Regions from separate parts of the Danio rerio genome. Here region 2 is linked to region 1. The links are chromatin contacts, called in public Hi-C maps. All regions are on one chromosome and are shown on one strand. The core of a region is the stretch at or near the end of the contact, and the rest is flanking DNA. Distances in the headings are between cores, read along the strand shown. Region 1 holds the start of runx1 (RUNX family transcription factor 1). Region 2 has its middle 37 kb from the start of mir459.

What was found. A called contact is a pair of places that touch in the nucleus more often than the background predicts.
Region 2: a Hi-C map of an unstated tissue shows a contact between it and region 1, with 4 times the contacts expected there. The contact joins the enhancer-like site here to the promoter of runx1 in region 1. A contact is called at or near these places in 2 of 18 Hi-C or Micro-C datasets (caudal fin and an unstated tissue) and 1 of 4 datasets of contacts at active chromatin or transcription factors (caudal fin).

What each region holds. Positions count from the first base shown.
Region 1 is chr1:2,084,284-2,089,761 of GRCz12tu, reverse strand. runx1 (RUNX family transcription factor 1) reads left to right here and starts at 2,922. Exons shown (of 7, transcript NM_131603.3): 1 at 2,922-3,258. The coding sequence starts at 3,231.
Region 2 is chr1:2,220,001-2,225,478 of GRCz12tu, reverse strand. It overlaps a transcript of runx1 not described here. Among named protein-coding and RNA genes, the nearest start is that of mir459, 37 kb to the left of the region's middle. Within about 2 kb of position 3,213, at least 4 of the 62 cell types and tissues checked have an H3K27ac peak or open chromatin away from gene starts, as enhancers often do.

The DNA of each region.
Region 1 (5,478 bases), core at 1,673-4,172:
TTATTATAGACTGAAGTGCCGACAGACAGAACTTTCCATCAGAGCAATGCTCGTCTTTACATCATCTGCATTGTGTTTTGTATTTAATGTTCAGGAAGATTAACACTGAAGCAGCTCTTAATGTTTGCACACATGAATCACGCTCAACAGATCTTTCAGTTCTTACTGTTATTGTTATGAATGACTGTGCAGATATACTCATTTAAAATCTCTCTTATCTTCACTCTACCAAATGCCTACTCAACTCTGGATGTAATACGGACTATACGGTTACTTCTCTATTAATAACTCAGCTTTTTGGATATAAATGTGATTATCTTATTTTGACGCTGAATGTGTGTGAAGCTGATGGTTTGTGCTGTGGTTGTGTGTTTGGAGCTGTGTTTGCCAGTGTTTTGTGAGATGTTAAAGCATGATTTTTACTGATGAACTGATTCTGATTGTTTTGCTGTAAATTATTGTGGAATGTGTTTGAGTGAGTGTGTACCTGTGTGTGTGAGTAAGTGTGTACCTGTGTGTGTGTGTGAGTGTGTGATGCTGATATTGTTCATTCTACTGCTCATGCAGATCGACTGCTGCCCCCTTTTGGCCCCTTAGATCTCCAGTACTCGATCTTGTTTTCAGTGTTTTAGATTAAAACAAAGTAAGACTTTTTCTGTCAAAGCTCATTTTAGATTGGTATGCATATTTAATTTTTATTTTATTTATTTATTTTATTTCATGGAAGGAACTTGATTTAATTTATACTTTTTTCACCATTTGAAACTTGATTTTGTGTCAGCTTTTTTGCTTATTGACATCGTCATTATTATTATTTTTCCATAATATTTATTTATTTACTTATTTTTATTTTTATGAACTTGTTCTTCTTTATTATATATATATATATATATATATATATATATATATATATATATATATATATATATATATATATATATATATACACACATATTATTATTATTTAAATTGGTATGTATATTTAATATTTATTATTTACCTGTTTTTCTATTTCTTGCAACTTGAACTTGTCAACTTTTTGTTAATTAACATTATTCTTATTTTTTCTATAAGCTAATTTTTTATTTTATTATTATTATTTTAATTTTATTGTCAGCTTTTTTTGTCATCTTTATTATTATTATTAGTAGTAGTAGTAGTATTAACATTTATTATTAGTATTATTATTAAATCATGCAAAAACATGATATAATGTCAGAAATCATATTGTGCATAATAGAAACATTTATGATTATTATTATTTTCTGGTATTATTTATTTATTATTATTATTATTTATTTATTATTATTATCATTTATTAGTATTATTTATTTGTATTATTATTATTATTATTTATTAATAGTATTATTATCATTATATTATTATTTTTATTATTTCTTTTTATTTATTAATAATATTATTTATTATCATTATTATTTATTATTATTTTTATTTATTAGTTTCCCAGTGATGGGCTGGAAGGGCATCCGCTGCGTAAAAATGTGCTGGATAAGTAGGCGGTTCATTCCGCTGTGGCGACCCCAGATTAATGAAGAGACTAAGTTGAAAAGAAAATAAATGAATTAATTTATTTATTAGTAATATTGTTTTTATTATATTATTATTATTTATTTATTTTATTTATTAATATTATAATTTATTATTTTTATTTATTATTCCATTAGACAAATTTCTATTTAATTAATTTATTTATTTTGATTTCTTGGAACTTGATATTGTGTCAACTTTTTTGTTTATGATCGTCACTGTTATAATATTTTCATAGTTTTCTGGTAGTTTTATTATTATCTTATTTTATTAATAATATGTGTATATATATATATTAGTTTACTGAACTGTGGTTTGAATGATCAGCATTGCGTCAGTGAGACGAACAGGCTGGCGTTTTGAAGCTTTTCTGCTTGTTCTGCTGATATCATGTTCCTTCTGATAAAAAAATACAAAACAAAATCTGCTGGTACAAAACAATCAGCTATTAGCAAACACAATCCTGCACACTGTTTCCAAACATGTTTATATGATAATACTTTAAATATACACAAATTGAATAAAGATGATAAACATAAATAATTAATAATGATTATACTTTAAGAATATTTGGTGTATTTACTTTATTTCTGAAAGGTTTGGCCGTAAATTAAACAGTGACTGAAGAAATCTAGAAGGAATACAGCTGTTCATCAACATCAGCAAACCTTAATTTTAGTGACACTTTACTATAATAATTATTATTTTTACATTACTGTGAGGGTTAGAGTAGAGGTAGACATTATTAATTAAAAAATAATTGGTAATTTAATATATAATATAAATAATTCTCTGTATAATTATGTTTTTACATTACTGTTAGGGTTGGGGAAGAGGTAGACATTAATAAAATACAATTTAATGGGTAATTTGATGAAAAACACCAATAATACTCTGTTTAATTACTGGTTTACATTACTGTGATGGCTGGGGTTGGTGAAGACGTTAATAAAATACTTTTAAATTATATTTTAATAAATAATAGGAATATTACTTTGTAATAATCACTGTTTTTACATTACTGAGCTGGTTTGGACGTTAATAAAATGCAATTTAATGGGTAATTTAATAATAATACTCGGTATAATTGCTGGTTTTACATTACTGGGATGGCTGAGTTCATTTATTCGATAAATAATTCCCGTTTACTTCAAGCCGCAGCTGTATCCCTTCTAGCAACAACCACGCGCGAGGAATTCCATTGACTGCTTAGACCCATTTCTCCCCCCCAATTCGGTCTGACCTCTGATTGGTCGAGCCCATCGAGGTCTGTCATCGCTATCCAATGATAGCGCTCCAGGGGTTTGGCGTATGCAAATTGGCTGTCCTGGCTGGCGTTCCTGCGCTGCCCATTGCCAGTAAAAGCGCGTCGCTGCCGGAGATTCATTCACAGCGCATCATCTGATCCAGGAACAGCACTTTCTCTCACTGGTCCTTCTTTTTTAGTTTTTTTAACCCAGCTAGTACTTTTGTAGTCAGTTAAAGAAAGCGAAAGTGTTTGCGTCAGGTGCGCGCTCTAACTTTCTAAAGGATACGCGCGTGGCCGATGATGATTTCTGCTGAAAGAGGAACAGCATCTGCGTAAAAACTGATCTGAGTTCAGCCCACTTCACACCGAACAGCAGGGTTGTTAAGAGCTGTGGATCCCCATCCCGAAACTCACGGAGACAAAAACATACCAAATGGTTTTTCTTTGGGACGCCAAATACGGTAAGAGCGCTTCTCAGATCGGGACAGTCACTCGCGCGTTCACGGGGCTATTTTTACGCGTCATGTTTCATCACGTCTGAATGTTTATTACAGTTACTAATCACGAAAACCTGTAACCTCAACCCTAATAATGCGACGTCAAAAGCTGAAATCAGTTCTGTTTGCGTATGATTAAACTGCAGAAATAATTAAACCTGTAACCTCTACCTTTATATTGATGGTAATGTGACATTCATGTTCATCAAAAAACTGTTTACGTAAAAAAGTCAGTTTAAGTTTAGTATTGTTTGCTTATTATTGAACTGTGTAGAGAATAAAACCTGTAACCTCAACCTTATTAATGATGCCATGATTTGTACATTAAAAAGTGTAGTTCTGTTTGCCTGTTATTGAACTGCACAGAAAATGCCAGAATATGAAATGCAAATTGATCAAGAAAGTAGTTCAAAAATAGTATTGCAGTAAAATTGGAAATGAGGAAATTGAATTAATAAATGCATTAACTAACTAAAAAGAGTAATACAATGGAAACTGATGGAGAGATATAATGTGTTATTCAGAAAATGCAGATTAATGAAAACTACAAAATAAAATAATGAAAGTACAAAAAAGTATATTATTTTATTATTTTTTTATGTAGGTATATATTTTCCATGATAAACTTAATCAAATTCCTGAAATTAAAGTGATTTTTTATTACTGTTGGTGAGTTTTTTATATATATCTACAAACCCTAAAAGACCTCAAGAATAACTAAAAACTAAACTAAAAATACCAAAATAATCTCAAACTGTCTTAAAATTTGAGGGGAAAAAAAGAAATATATATATATATAATGTGTATAATATAAACATCTGATATTTAATTATATTTTTTTAAGAATTTTGGTCAGTGTGGATGGTGTAAACAAAATGCCTTGTCACGACAAAAGAAAACCATGAAAAAGAACTGGGATGAAAGATGATATTTTCATCAATTTTATTTATTTATTTATTTTCGTAAATACAATAGGCTATTACATTTCAACCTTTTTATAGAAACTGGTTTTATTCGGGTCAAAAGAACATTCTGTAATGCAAATATTATATTACATGTGAAGTAGTTTGTACATTAAATAAACACGTAGCTGAAGTGATTATTAGTAAGACACTTAAAATAAAACATCAGATTTTGGGACAGATGTGTGTGTGTTTATTTATATATATATATATATATATATATATATATATATATATATATATATATATATATATATATATGTTGTGTATGTATATATATATATATATATATATATATATATATATATATATATATATATATATAATTTAAAGTGGTATGTATATTTAATATTTAATAATTATCTGTTTTTTCTATTTCTTGCAGCTTGAACTTATGTCAACTGTTTTGTTAATTAACATTATTCTTATTTTTTATATAAGCTATTTTTTTATTTTATTATTCAAGTCTTTGTGCACTCAATTGAGTCTGCCGTTTGTTCAGACTACTTATTTAAAATGAGTTAAAGCAACACAATTCTTGATTTTTTTTGTTTTGGGGGGGGGGGGGGTAATTATTTTGTTTATTCCACTTAAATTTGTAAAAAAAAAAAAAAAATGTAAAAAATATACACTAAATATATAGGGTAATAATAAAAATGCCAGAAAAATAACAAAATGATGATAATGATAATGTCAATAAACAAAAAAGTTGGCAAGATCAAGTTCCAAGAAATGAAATTAAATAAATAAGTAAATAAATTCAATTAAAAAATTAGCTTAGGAAATTTTTGGTCAATATATAATAATAATAATAATGTCAATAAACAAAAAAAAGCTGAGTCAATGTATTAAAAAAAAACAAATTAAATAAAAAATTAATTAACTTAATAGAGCAAATTGAATTATTTGTGTTGAACCCACCATTTATTTACAATGTGTTCTCCTAAAATAGTGATTTTTAGTGTAAATGTTTTTAATATTAGACAATTTAGCAGACATTCACTTGTAGATACACTTTTTTATTTACAATCATAAACCTTTTGGCAATTAGACATTTAAACAAGAGAGAAAAACAACCAACAGTCATACAAATAATAATTAAACAAAAGGATTTTCTCCAGCCACACCTGAAAAGAGTGATTATTATAGTTGTGATATTTCTGTTGCTCCTGAATTTCTGCAAATGCACGTCTGCCGCTTTTCCACACCTCATCTCTCTCAC
Region 2 (5,478 bases), core at 1,964-4,463, 140 kb before region 1:
ATGTCATGCTTAAAAAGTTGTTTAGAGTGGAACGTAAGCGATCCCATTTGAAACAAAAATCTCACTTTCCATTTTAAACAAGCTGAAACCCAAAGAACAACGGAGAGAGCGAGATGGAGAGGAGAAACGAGTGAAACAATGTCTCTGTTGGCGCGTCCCAAAGGGAGAAGTGAGACGCTTTTAAGTGCCGTCTCTCTCTTCCTACTGTCTTCCAGCTTTTCATCCTCTTCTCGACTCGCTGACATCCTATCAGGCTCAGCGGCCCGGCAGTCGATAGCCCATTAGTAAATAAGGGATGCATAATTTATTAAATATGCTTCAGATACATATTTCAGCCTTGGGTTACCAGTCATATCTCTTTGAGGAGCTAGGCTTTAATTAGGGTCTCCAGCAGGGGCGTCTCGCTCAAGTGTCTGCGAGAAACGGCACTCTGGACCGGCTCTGGTGACAAGGATGAGGGTGATTTGGTGTAGAGGGACAGTGGAGAATTGGCTCGCTGTCAGAGCGTCCTCTGGTAATAATATACCTGCTCAAACTGACATCTTGGATGCTCGTGTGATACTGCTGTCCAAACTTCTGAACTAGACTAAGCAGCTTGACTTCATGGGTCAACCAGCTCAGTTTTCTAACCAGCATAAGCGGTCTACATTGTTTTTAACAATTATGTTTATGCAACTCAGGTCATTTTTTAACAAGCAAGCAAGCAAGCAAATAAATGCCTAAAAAATAATCAAATAAATAATACATACATTAAGAACTAAATAAATAAAATGTGAACAAATAAATAATAAAGAAATAAATTTACAAATAAATGAAATAAATAAAATGTATACAATCAAATATGTACATACAATACAAACAAACAAATATAAGTAACTGCTTAAATAGATTATATATATAAATACATACCTGCGTTTGTATTCTTTTAGCAAAATAGCAGGTTGTTCATAAATCTGTCATGACCCCTTTATAATCATATCATGACACAATAAATAAATAAATTAATTAATTAAATGTAAACAAACTAACTAAATAAATACATACGTAAATGATAAATACATACATGCATTCATGCATATTTATTTTGATAAAAGAATCTAAAATTTAGAGGTAGCAGGTTCATGAATCATAACACCTTTATAATCATGACATGACACAATAAATACATACACACATACATACTTAAAATGTAAATAAACAAAAAATTAAATGAATAAACAAATAATCAAATACATAAAAATAATAATAAATAAATAAATAAAATGGAAACAAATAAATAAATACATAAAACATGCAATCAAATAAGTACATAAAAATAAAACAAATACATAAGAAACTGCATAAATAAATAATATATAAAAATACACACCTGCTTATTATTTTGCTAAAAGAATATAAAATTCAGAGGTAACAGGTTGTTTATAAATCAGTGATGACACCTTTATGATCATGACATGACACAATAAATAAATAAAATGTAAACAAACAAATACATGAACAAACAAATAGATAAGTGATCAATAAATACATACATGCATATTTGTTTTGCTAAAAGAATATTAAATTCACAGGTAGGTTGTTTGTAAATCTGTTATGAAACCTTTATAATCATGATATGACACAATAAATAAATACATACATGCATTAATAAATGTAAATAAATACATAAACAAACAAATAAATAAAAAATTAAATAAATACACAAAGAAATGATTAAATAAATAAATACAATGGAAACAAATAAAACTTAAACATATGCAATAAAACAAGTGCATGCAAATAAAACAAAAACTTTTCCAGGTTGTTCAAAAATCCTTCATGACACCTTTATAATCAAGACATGACCCAAAAAATGAACAAACAAATAGATAAATGATAAATAAATGCATACATGCATAAATAAAATGCAAATAAATAAATACATTAATAAACAAACAAATAAATAAATACATAAATAAATGTTCAAATGAATAAATAAAATGAAAACAAATAAATACATAAAACATATGCAATCAAATAAGTACATAGAAATAAAACAAATGCATGATGCATAAATAAAAATGTAAAAATGCATACATGCATATGTATTTCAATCTTGACATGATACAAATAAATACATGAATAAAATTTAAATAACCAAATACATATACAAACAAATTAATTAATGCATAGAAACATAGGTATTTTGATGAAATACTATCAAATTCACAGTTAACGGGGTGTTCATAGATCTGCCGTGACACCTTTATGATTATGACATAACACCTGATGAACATGAATGAGATTGTATGCATGCTTATGACTCATTTGCTCAGTTTTTGTCATTTTAAATTCAGTAATGACATTGTTTTAGATGTCTGGTTAGCACTTTTGCCTCATAGCAAGAAGGTTGCTGGTTCGAGTCCTGGCTCGACCAGTTGACATTTCTGTGTGGAGTTTGCATGTTCTCCCCGTGTTGGTGTGGGTTTCCTCCAGGTGCTTCGGTTTCCCCTATACAGTCCAAATTCATGCACTAAAGGGAAATTGTTGGACTAAAATTGGCCATAGTGTAACAGTGTGTGTGTGTGTATGAGTGTGTATGGGTGTTTTCCAGTACTGGGTTCTGGCTGGAAGGGCATCTGCTGGAATCTTTGGTGGTTCATTCTGCTGTGGCAAGCCCTAATAAATAAGGGACTAAGCTGAAGGAAAATGAATAAATGAACTTGACATTACCAAGATCATACAACTTGTCATAAATCTGTTATAAACATGATCTTCATTAGACCATTATAATTGTGTCATAAACATTCATATGATCAGTTTGTTCAGTGGAACAAAATAAATGTTGTTAAAATTTTGTTTGTTATTATTTAGTCAGTTTATTTGTCTTCATTCGTTTATCCAAACAATTGACCAAAGTGCCTTAAAAATAATAATTAAAAAATTATAAATACAAAATAAAACTTAAATTCTATAAATTTGGTTGTTCTAAAAGTTGTTTTATGTTCAGACTTTGTGAGAATCACCTATAACACATTTTTATTTGTAAATATAGGAGGATTTGCTTTTTATATTACTGTGTTATTGCAATATGAATGTTGTAAATTCCTGTATTTGTGCGTTCCGCTTTACGGTTCAGAAATAGGGAAGATCAGACCTCAGCCGGCCCCTTACTTTACACAGTTCCTCATTCAGACCCCTCATTATCAGGCCAGAGCGTCCTGCGTGACCTCTCTGACAACAGCCGCAAGTTTCGAAAGTTATCCATCCATATCTTTTAAAATAGAGTCGATTGACACACATCCTATAGGATAACATTATCAAGGAGAGACAGCAGCTTCTTTTACCACAGTGGCATGTGCACATATTGTACCTTGGGTAATGTGGTTAATTAAAAGCTACAGGGAACACTTTAGAATAATGGTCCATTAGTTAATGTATTTATTAACATTAACTAAGCATGAATAATCTTGTAAAGCATTTAATTATTATAGTTTAACATCAACTAATGCATTATTAAAAATCTAAAGTTGTGCATGTTAACTTTAGTTATTGCACAGCGCATTCAAATGAACTAACTTTATTAACTTAACTAATGTTTACACAGATGAATAAATACTGTAATAATTGTCTTACTAATTGCATTACTAGTTTGTTCATGTTAGTAAATGCATTGACTAATGGACCCTTATTTAAAAGTGTTGCCATGTTCCACAAAGCTTATTATATATAAATATATACAAAAATATGAATAGTTTTCAGCATTATTGATCATCAAATCAGCATATTAGATGATTTCCGAAGGATCATGTGTGACTTAATCACCCTATAAATGATCTTGGTCTTTGTGAGCAGAAGACATGTGGTCAGATGTGGCGTTGCTTGGCTTTTCAAACTTACAGCTGAAGCCAAACTGGATTGACATGAAGCTAGAAAGGTCAAACCACAAACCTCAATCTAATGAGTCAACACAACCTGATGCAGCAGGAGCGTTTTTACCAAAGCAGATGCAGAAAGTCTTGTGTCGAGAGACAATAGGCTGATGGATATACAGTTATTGCACTGTGTTTTGATCTTTGAGATTATTTACAGTGAACTAAATGTTCTTTATGTGAGCAATTCCATGCAAATGTCCACCTCGCCATGAAAAAATAAGTATATTTGATTTATTAAAGTCACACAAGTGGCAATTTCACATTGGTCCTATCCATAATGGAGAGATCTATCCATAACTGAGAGATGTCACATCCATAATGAAGCTTTATCTTCATAAATGCAAAAACGTCAAGTCAAATTAAATGAATCATATTAGTTCTGTAGAGAGCCGACTCTTATCCTTTTGATTAGCATTGCTTTTGGGTTGTGCAGTTTAATTCACTATTTCTACAGAGTGACATCCATATCTCATCTTTCTTTTCCTCATTTAAAGGTGCAGTATGCAAGTTTGACACCCAGTGGTTGAACTAGGTATTGCATTCTTGGATCAAAACAAACTAACCCAGGCTCATTTCGAAAACGTAGTCCCGTGGACGTTTCTGTAGACCGCGAAATACGTCCCGGAAGGTACGTATTTTTGCAGTTTTTGTTTTCGCGAATTCGCAAGAAGCCGCTGTGCGTGCTTTTTTACATCTCAAATGTCTCTCGAGAGCGCGCAGTTCTCATATATGCATATGTTTTTTGAATGTCCAGTTATCAGTACATTTTGGGATAAGGTATTTCAAACTACTTCAGAATTGTGTGAGATGTTCATTCCCAAATACCCTAATATCTGTTTATTGAATGATGATTATGATCTAAACCTAAACAATTCCCAACGCAGGATATTTCATATTGCACTAACTGCAGCCAAGAAAGTTATATTTAAAATATGGCATGAACCCTCATTTCCAGCGAATAAAATGTGGCTTATTGAACTAAAAAATATTGCACTGTTAGAACGTTCCACTGCAAGAATTAACAGAGCTAAACCCCATACAATCAAAGTATGGTCCGATTTTATTGAGAAAATTTCTTATATAATAACTAGTTAATTCTCACCCCAGAGTTTTTTTCTCTTTTTTTTTCTGTGTATTGTTATTCATTTATTATTGTAATGTCTTTATTTTATTATTATTATTATTTGTAATTTCTTTATGTATTTTTATTTAATGCAAACCCTGGCTTGTATATAGTTGTTGCTAGCTATGTATGCTGGCTTTGTTCTGCAATAAATAAATAATAAAAAAAAAAAAGAGAGCGCAGTTCTAGCGTAAACCCACCCTCCTCCTTCCCTGAATCCAACCAATTTTACCGATTGACCCGCCCAGATTGGTTAAAAACCTTTTCTTTAAACCATTGTACATTCTTTAACAATTACAATTACAATTATTAGTTTAGTTTTATTTTACATTAAAAGGTAATAATTTAATAAAGTGTTGTTAATTCTGTTACAGTTTTTTCATAAGAAACACTACCGACAAGAGAATCGTTAAAAGTACCGAACCGATAAGTGGTATCGAT